Regions from separate parts of the Rattus norvegicus genome. Here region 2 is linked to region 1. Evidence: chromatin contacts called from public Hi-C data. All regions are on one chromosome and are shown on one strand. Each heading gives the region's core, a stretch centred on a gene start, on an enhancer-like site or on the middle of the called end of the contact. The rest is flanking DNA. Distances are from core to core; before and after follow the strand shown. Region 1 has its middle 8.5 kb from the start of Wnt3. Region 2 overlaps Nsf (N-ethylmaleimide sensitive factor, vesicle fusing ATPase).

The links. Hi-C and Micro-C count contacts between places; a contact is called where the count stands out from the background.
Region 2: a contact with region 1 is called in a Hi-C map of the A7r5 cell line, with 9 times the contacts expected there. The contact joins two enhancer-like sites. A contact is called at or near these places in 12 of 12 Hi-C or Micro-C datasets (the A7r5 cell line, the Rat2 cell line, Schwann cells and 7 more) and 1 of 1 datasets of contacts at active chromatin or transcription factors (oligodendrocytes).

What each region holds. Positions count from the first base shown.
Region 1 is chr10:89,169,589-89,173,940 of GRCr8, reverse strand. No RefSeq gene overlaps it. Among named protein-coding and RNA genes, the nearest start is that of Wnt3, 8.5 kb to the left of the region's middle. Within about 2 kb of position 2,965, at least 4 of the 93 cell types and tissues checked have an H3K27ac peak or open chromatin away from gene starts, as enhancers often do. A contact at or near this core is called in the A7r5 cell line, where this site is marked.
Region 2 is chr10:89,309,051-89,313,104 of GRCr8, reverse strand. All of the region lies in intron 8 of Nsf (N-ethylmaleimide sensitive factor, vesicle fusing ATPase), which reads left to right. Among named protein-coding and RNA genes, the nearest start is that of Nsf, 46 kb to the left of the region's middle. Within about 2 kb of position 1,769, at least 4 of the 93 cell types and tissues checked have an H3K27ac peak or open chromatin away from gene starts, as enhancers often do. A contact at or near this core is called in the A7r5 cell line, where this site is marked.

The sequences.
Region 1 (4,352 bases), core at 1,716-4,215:
CTGGAGTCATTACAGAGAAAGGAGCCTCCCTTGAGGAAATGCCTCCATGAGATCTGGCTGTAATGCATTTTCTCAATAAGTCATCAAGGGTGGGAGGGCCCATTGTGGGGGCCATCTCTGGGCTGATCGTCCTGGCTTCTATAAGAAAGCAAGCTGAGCAAGCCAGGGGAAGCAATCCAGTAAGCAGCATTCCTCCGTGGCCTGTGCGTCAGCTCCTGCCTCCTGGTTCCTGCTCTATGTGAGTTCCAGTCCTGACTTCCTTTGGTGATGGACAGCAATGTGGAAGTGTAAGCTGAATAAACCCTTTCCTCCCCAGCTTGCTTCTTGTTCATGGTGTTTTGTGCAGTAATAGAAACCCTAACCAAAATCACACACACACACACACACACACACACACACACACACACACACACACACACACAGAGGCAGAGGCTTTATTTAGGAACAGGAAGCCAAGTTTGTTCTCTCCCACCTGGCTCAGAGATAAATGGTGACCAGTCTGGCCAATTTGCAAGGGCCCAAAGGAGACAGGAAGGGTGGGGGTCGGCTGGAGGACTTGAGATTTCTAGAAAGTATTTAGGGGAACTTTGAAAACGAGATGGAGAGAGCAGTCTCCTGCTTTGGGGCACTGCTATCCAGTTACCCCTCGTTGGGACATTATTATATCTTGGTGGGATGCTATAAGAATACCTGACTGAGACTGAAGTAGAGACTTTAGACCAGGGTGGAAGAAACTGAGTCTCTCAAGGCATTAACTGCCCTCAGAATCCCATCTTGGATTTTGTGTGTGTGTGTGTGTGTGTGTGTGTGTGTGTGTGTGTGTGTGTGTGACTCAAGATGATATATTTTCCTAATCCCACTCCTTGCAGCCAAAGGTAGGTAGCATTGAGTTCCTCCCCTACAATAGCATCTGGTGCTCAAAGTATTGGACATACTTGGGGACAATACTCCAGCCTGACCAGTTAGTAGGGTGACCGTATGAGTCAGTAGTGAGTCCTCTGTGGCCCAGATATTCCCAGTAGGGCAGGAAGTTTGATGGCCTCTCTGCTGTCCAGGGGATCTGGGCAATGCTTTGGTTCACCCTTTTGGTCCATGAGAGTCTCTCCTCAGGAGTGGGAGGACAAGGAGAGGAAGAAAGCTGTTCAGATACCTACTTCAGACACTGTTGTAAAGGTAGACAGGTCAGGGCCCAGAGAAGCTCAACCTGCTGTCCTCAATCAGAATGTGAGGGGGTGGGGAGCCACAGGGCCCCCAGCCAAGTTTTCTGTTGTTGGGCTTCGTGGTCATAGGCACTGTACTGACCCTCTTTGACTATGACCATTCCTGTAGATTGGTGTGACCTAATTAAGAGTCCTTTTGGTTGCGACAGCTAATGACTGGGCATTCTATTTCTCCACCATTACTAATGGTCACTATCCTTGATGTCCTTGTCTCACAGGACAGACCAGGACACCAAACAGGAGCTTTAGCTGTGGGTCCCTGGAAGTGGCTACCTCAACCTTCCATGACACTTGGTATAGGTGAGGGTGGCATCTAGCCCCAGGAGGTACACTACTCTCAGGGCTGGGGCAGTGTCCACCGGCCCTCTTGGCATGCTCCAAGCAGTCTGGGGAGATACCGGGGTCCCGGAAGGGAGGGGAGAAGAGACATAGAAGGTGCAGCATGCACACGCGCTTGTGTGCACACAGTGGTGGCTGCCCCCATGAATGTACTGAAGGTTGCCAACTGGAGTTTAAGCCTCGTTCCATCACACAAAGCTGCCACTCTGGGGGCTTGACCCCTCCAATCCTGCACCCCTGGGGCCAGCTGATCTGCCCGGAGGGAACTGGCCCCAGAAGGGCCTGGTTGCTGGCAGCCAAGTGGCTGGGAGGGAAGTTTTAATGATACACAACACAAGACACAGGGGGGAAAGGAAAAGGGGGGGTGGGTGGAGAAAAGAAGGGAGGTTGGGGGGGGAGAAAGAAAGACCTCCTGCCAGGCCCGTTGCCAGGAGACGGCCAGGCAGCCAGAATCAGCCCTGCTCTTTTCTCAGTTGCCTTTAAGCACCGAGAGAAAACCCGGGCCATAAAGGGGGACATGTGTTGCTGGGGTGTAAAGCTAGCCTCTGCAGTTAGGGGAGCCCCTGCCCCCCCCCACTGCCGCAAGAGCCTCTTGTGCCCCTAGCCCTCCCCCTCCTGGAGGTTACAGATGAACGGGGCTGGCCCACAGAGTCTCTGGAAAAAAAAAAAGATTCAGGAGCCGGTGGTCCTAGCTGCTGAAATGCCCCAGACACTTCTGAGGTGACACATACCAGCCAGGGCCCCAGGAAGCCAGCAGTGTTGACAGGATATCGAGACAAGGGGTGTGTCATGGTTTCTCCAAGGAAAGACATTTCTGTTGGTTTTGGGTGACTGGGGGTTCATTGGGGTTTGGGAGGGAGTGTGTGAAATCCAGGGCTTCTCAACGGAAAACTCAGAAGGGACGCTCAGGAGCCAAGTCTTGGAGCTGGCATTCTCGTTCATGGAGAAAACGAGTCACCTGGGGCTGGGTCTTAACACTTGGAGAATGTACCTGTAGCTACTGGTGGCCAGGTCTGTGGCCAGATGGGGTCCACCACGTAACCAGGGGGCTATGCTGACAAGAACTGTGGTGAAAGTAAGGACTCAAGGATCCAGACCCCTGGCCGTTCGTGGGAGATGCATTACCTGAGCGGGCTGGGACAGGTGCTGTGGCTCGTGGGCCTCATGGGGCCGTGGAAGCTGGGCTGAGCCCTTCCAGGTTCCTGTGAGAGCAGAAGTCCCCTGGGCCAAGGCTGCTGAGACCAAATCCCCTTCTGGCCTCATCACCAATCCCCTGAGACTCAGAACCGGTGTTGGCAGGAGATGAACAGCTGTCTTCTCGGTTCTCGGGCTGAACTGCTGACATCTGTTTAGTCATTGGGGGCACAGCTGGCTGGTTGGAGGCTGCCATGAGCAGACATTCCTGTGTGCACAGCCTCCTCCCCCTGCCAAATTTCTCTGGCTATTCCCAGGTATTGCTCTGTGGGGGAAGAGTCAGGAAAAGTATGGCAGGGAGAAGTACTGAAAAAAAAAATCAGACATTGTGTGCTCTTCTCACTCTCTCCTGTCTCTCTCTGTCTCTCTGTCTCTGTGTCTGACTGTCTCTCTCTCTCTCTCTCTCTCTCTCTCTCTCTCTCTCTCTCTCTCTCTTCCATGTTCTGGAAATTAAACCCATGGCCTCATCTATGCTAGACAAGGGCTGTAGTACAGCCACACACCCCTATCTCTCTTCTGGGTCTTAGGTGGGTCTGGGTTCATGGCTTTATTTCTTGAGATGGAAGTCTCCCCCTAGGAACCTCCCTGACTTCAGCCACTCTCTCTATGCCTTTCAAATCTATCTCAGTTTAGTGACTTACCAACCCAGAGTGACCCAGATAAGTCACCAAGGTTTGTTTCCAAAAGCTCAGGGCTAGAAGTCACATGAGTGAAGTAACAGGCGCCTCCATACGGGATGGAGAGACCCACCTAGGATGGCAGGAAGGGAGTGTGTCCAGGTCCTTGTCCACTCTACTCTCCATCTGAGATGGTGAGCTTGAATCACCTTCTCTGAACCATAGCCCTTCCCTGAAGTGATCTTGGGAGACAGTGAAGTGGCAAGAGCTCTAGGCCACCATAGGCCTCCTGGGAATTGTACCCTGAAAGACCTAGGACCCGAGGTCTGGGTGGATGGTAAGGATGAGAGTGACACCTGCTGGAGAATACATGAATAGCAGCGAGAGACTGGAGGGCCCCCCTTCCCTCCCCTAGGGATAGCCTCAGGGGGGTGCATAGGAGTCCAGGGAAAGGCAGGGTCCAAAGCCGTCCTTTGCACTGTTGCTTGTGTTTGGATTTCAGTCACAAAAGAGAGTTTCAGGACCCGCATTGCTTGGTCATGTCCCCAGAAGTAGGGCCTAGTTCTTTGTATATTCTGTGTGTCTGGTAGGTTTTGAGGGCAAAGGACAAACACACATCTGGCACGCGCTTTGTATGCCTTTGTGTTTTATTGCCCCGATAAAAGGAGGGCAGAGTTCAATCCCGTCACATAACAGACATCAATGATTAAAACTATCACCCGCTAAGGAAACAGGAGGGACAAACAGAGCGCTGCGTCTGACACCTGACATATTCAAAGTGCTGGCACACACAAGCCTTTGGGGAGAGTGGCCGGCCTCCTCCCGTGCGCCAGGCTGGAGGCGAGTTGGTCTAGACCACAGGGCGATGTGCTGATGGCCTTTACCCCAGACACCTAGGTGGGCAGCTTGTCGCCGGCGGGGATGATTTAAAAACTAGAGGTGTGGTTGAAGAGATCGATCTGTACATGTTAAAGAGCGGTCT
Region 2 (4,054 bases), core at 520-3,019, 140 kb before region 1:
AGTCAATCGAGTGAGAAAATATTTAGAAAATAATTTCTGTAGATTATTGTAGCTGGAAACTTTATTTTAGGCTCAACAGATGGTCTCTCCTGTGACGTCTGGAATTATACTTACATTAAAATAAGAATGTTAATTGGATTTGCATGTATATTTCTAATTTAGAAAGTGAGATAACCCCCCCCCCTTAATTGTGTCTATGAGACTGGTCACATCTTTGGGTAACTTATATCTTTCACTTGGTTGTAAAATTTCATATTTTCTTCTAAAAACTGCAAATAGAGATTAGAATATTGTGACAAGAGTGACAAAAGGGTTTAAGCAGAGACACAGTTATGGGTAGACCTAGAGAACAGATGAGGTCGTATTCCTGCAGACAACTCTCCCTGATCCCATGCTAGCGTCTTTGTCTTCAGGTATTTTCAAATGCATGGTATATACCTTCCTGCTTTTAAATATACTTTTTTAGAGAACTAAAACTAAGGAAATTCTAGCTGGGCTTGGTGGCACTTGCCTTTAATCCCAGCACTCTGGAGGCAGAGGCAAGCAGATGGCTCTCTGAGTTTGAGGCTAGTCTGGTCTATAAAATGAGTTCCAGAACAGCCAGGGCTCTGATACATAGAGAAAGCCTGTTTCAACAATAACAACAACAACAACAACAATACACACACACACACACACACACACACACACACACACAGAGAGAGAGAGACACACACACACACACACACACACACACACACACACACACACGAAATCCTTAAGTTCTTTCTACCCTGGATAACAGCGCCACCATTTGTACCAACACAGCAGTGTGTAGCTTAGAAGGTCGTGTTGGAAGGTGACTTGAGTGAGCTTGGTAGCTAATGGCTGCTGCCCTTGAGCATTCTCAGATGTCCTGTTCAGACATTTACTGTGCTTACCCCTTATGCGCAGTTTTGTGAGGAATAGTCGGGATGGATAAATGAGTGATGAATCACCTCACTTCTCATTGTAGCTCTTATGTTGGCAACGGGTGTTTCTACAAAGAAACTTCATTTTCAGCACCCCTGGCAATAACCTCATAAATGTTAGAGCCAAAGAACAAATTTTTAAGAGCACTGGAATATCAGCTAGCAAGTCACTCAGCGGCTTTGAACAGCATCCCGGGAGTAGGTTTACAGCTCCCCGTGGAGAGGGGCTGTGTCTTGAGAGCCAGGGAAAAGGCGAAGGGACACAGAGTCACTTCTGACCCACTCTTTGAATCTGTTGTTTTTGTCTCCCTTTCCCTGTCCCTCCCTGACTAAGTCCATTTCCAACCTTCGTGCCTAAGAATTCTTTTGAAATTCAGGAGGAAAGCAGCTCTCTCCTCTGGAGGCTATAAGGGGCCTTTCAGTCACACCCAGAGTCTCTCGAATGCTAAGAACACCCTGAGTAAGCCATAGGGGAAGAAAGGGCTCTGAGCTCTGTGAGCGCCATGTTGTGGAGAAGGGAGTTCTCTCTAAGATTAACATAAACACTGACAGTCTGGGAATGCATTTCACACCCCCACTCAGGAGGAGAGGTTGCAATTTAAATGGGGGTTAAGACATCTCTGCGAACTCCCGGGCTCTGTAAACGGAGCCCTGAGGCTAAAGAGCTTATCTGAAATTTGAAAAAAGGGGAGGGAAAAAAAATGAAGGTTTCTGACATTCATCTTTTTTTCCTTGTATTAGTCATAACTTGCTTTTCAGCTATATTTTAGGTTTTGGATGCCAACCTGACATCTGTTCAAGTCTGCCTGTAATTTATTAGCAGAGGAAGAGAAAGCAGTTGCTCACCATGGGGAGACGCAGGCCTCTCTCCCAGCCTTTGGGCTGGATTTAAGGAATGCAAGACTTACTAATTCTCACTTCAGGTCAGGATCAGTAGAAAGGTTTTCATTCGTTCTTTTTCTAACTCAAAGAAAATAGTTTATGATCCTGCAACTCCACCGTCTCTTCTGCAGGATAGAGGCAAGGGGTATGTGCTTGACACAGGACACCTAGAGGTAAGGCAGCCTTGTGCAGGTAGAAATGTGTTTTACCCTGGATTTCTTTCTCATTGTTTGCCTCCCCTGCCCACTCCTTTCTGATCTCCCTTCTTCCTTTCCTTTTCTAGCCCAGGCTGGCCTGGAAATCACTGTGCAGCACCGACTGGCCTCACATGTGAGCCACCTGCCTCAGTCTGCCGAGTGCCAGAATTAGAGACACGGAACACAACACCTAGTCCCACTGCTTTTTAACGTTTATATCACATTTACCCTTGAATAGGAATAATGTAGCTGCGTCTGTATCTCGAGACCGCATGCCGAGTCAGGCAGTGTTTTAAAGTTTATAAGCAGACTTTTGAAAAGTCCGTCTTTGGGCGGTGCAGTCAGCTGGTAGAGTACATAGTGGATCAGATTTCCTGGGAACATTGGCGTTGCCAATAACTGGGTCATTAGAGCTAAAGTGTAATCTCTGGAGTATGCAGCTCTGCGAGAGAAGGCTAGACCGGCGTGCCATCAAGTCCCAGGTTCAATCCCCAATAGTAACAAGCAACCAGACAAGCTAGCAAACAAACCTCCAAAAACGTTTAAAAGATGACCCGACTGTGCCCCAGGAAAGAAATGACAAGGGGAGCTGTGGGGCACAGCACCGTAAAATACAGACATGAATAACAAAACATGCCAGCCGGGCATGGTGGCACACGCCTTTGGGAGGCAGAGGCAGGTGGATCTCTGAATTCAAGGCCAGCCTGATTTACAGAACAAGTTCTAGGACAGCCAGGGCTACACAGAGAAAACCCTGTCTCAAAACAAAACAAAGTAAAACAAATAAATGTAATATAAAAGACCCACTGAATAGGAAGAAAATGTTTGCTTCTGTAAGGGGTGAAGACCAAACAGAAACCTTGTTTCTTTTCTGTTTCTCTGTGTATTTTGAGCACGTACTTTTTTTTTTTTTTTTTTTTTTTTTTTTTAATACAAGGTGTCTCTTTATAGTCCTGGCTGTCTAAGAACTCACTCTGTAAACCAGGCTGGCCTTGAACTCTCAGAGATCTGTCTGTTTCATCTCTCCTGAGAGCGGGAATTAAAAGATGTACCGCCATACCCAGCCCTGGTCTGTGTTTTTTATTAGTTTGTTTAAGATTGTACAGTTTTAAAACAAGCAAATAGATACCAGCACAGGCTGTCTTCAGGTGAGATATTAGCTCAGGCTATCTCTTAGGATGACCCTTAGAACAGAAAGACATCTGGCATAGGTCTGTCCCTTGGCCTTCACAAAGCTCAAAGGGTTCCAGGCCCAGATTCCCTGATGGCTGAGTGGCAGGGGGCAGGCAAGACACCTGTCCTACTCCACTGACGGGAGAAAGGGTTTCTTGATAGGTAATAATGTCCTGTCAACTCTGTTCTCAGTAGTTCCCACATAGTGATGGGTGTACTCCTGTGTCTTCTCTCCAAATGGGCAAACAAATATTTTTGTGGAGGCCTTTAGGTGTCTGGCTAAGAAACACGAGAGAGGAAAGAGTAGAAGAAGGATGACTTGGGAGAGCAGAATTTCTGACAACTGCAAAACCACATCCAAATTTATCTTCAGGAATCAGAAGCCTCTTGAGGAATCAGCGCCCCCTGACCCTGCAGTGAAACAGTGCCTCTTCTGTCTTATGGCTGCCGCCACTGAGTGCTAGCACTTGTGAATCAGGAGACCCTGTTCTAAATGCTTGGCTTGTGTTTTATACATTAACGTGTTTAATTCTCACAACAACCTTGTGAGGTGTCTCCTGTATTGTTCCCATTTTATGGAGCAAGAAACCAAGGCTCAGGGAGAGAAGTAAAGGAGTTAATCCAAGACACCCAGTAAACAGTAGGAGCAGCTTTGAGCCCAGCATGGCCTCAGTTCATGCCCTTGACCTCTTTATTGTTCTTCTTTAATGAAAGCCCACTATCAGAAACCACTGGAGTGGGTCTTCTTGAACCCAGTGTGGAGGCGTCCGCCTTTGAATTAGCCACAGCTGTTTTAGCCCTGGCATCATTAATCTGCTGGACCAGAGAACCACTTAGCACAGAAGCCAGCTG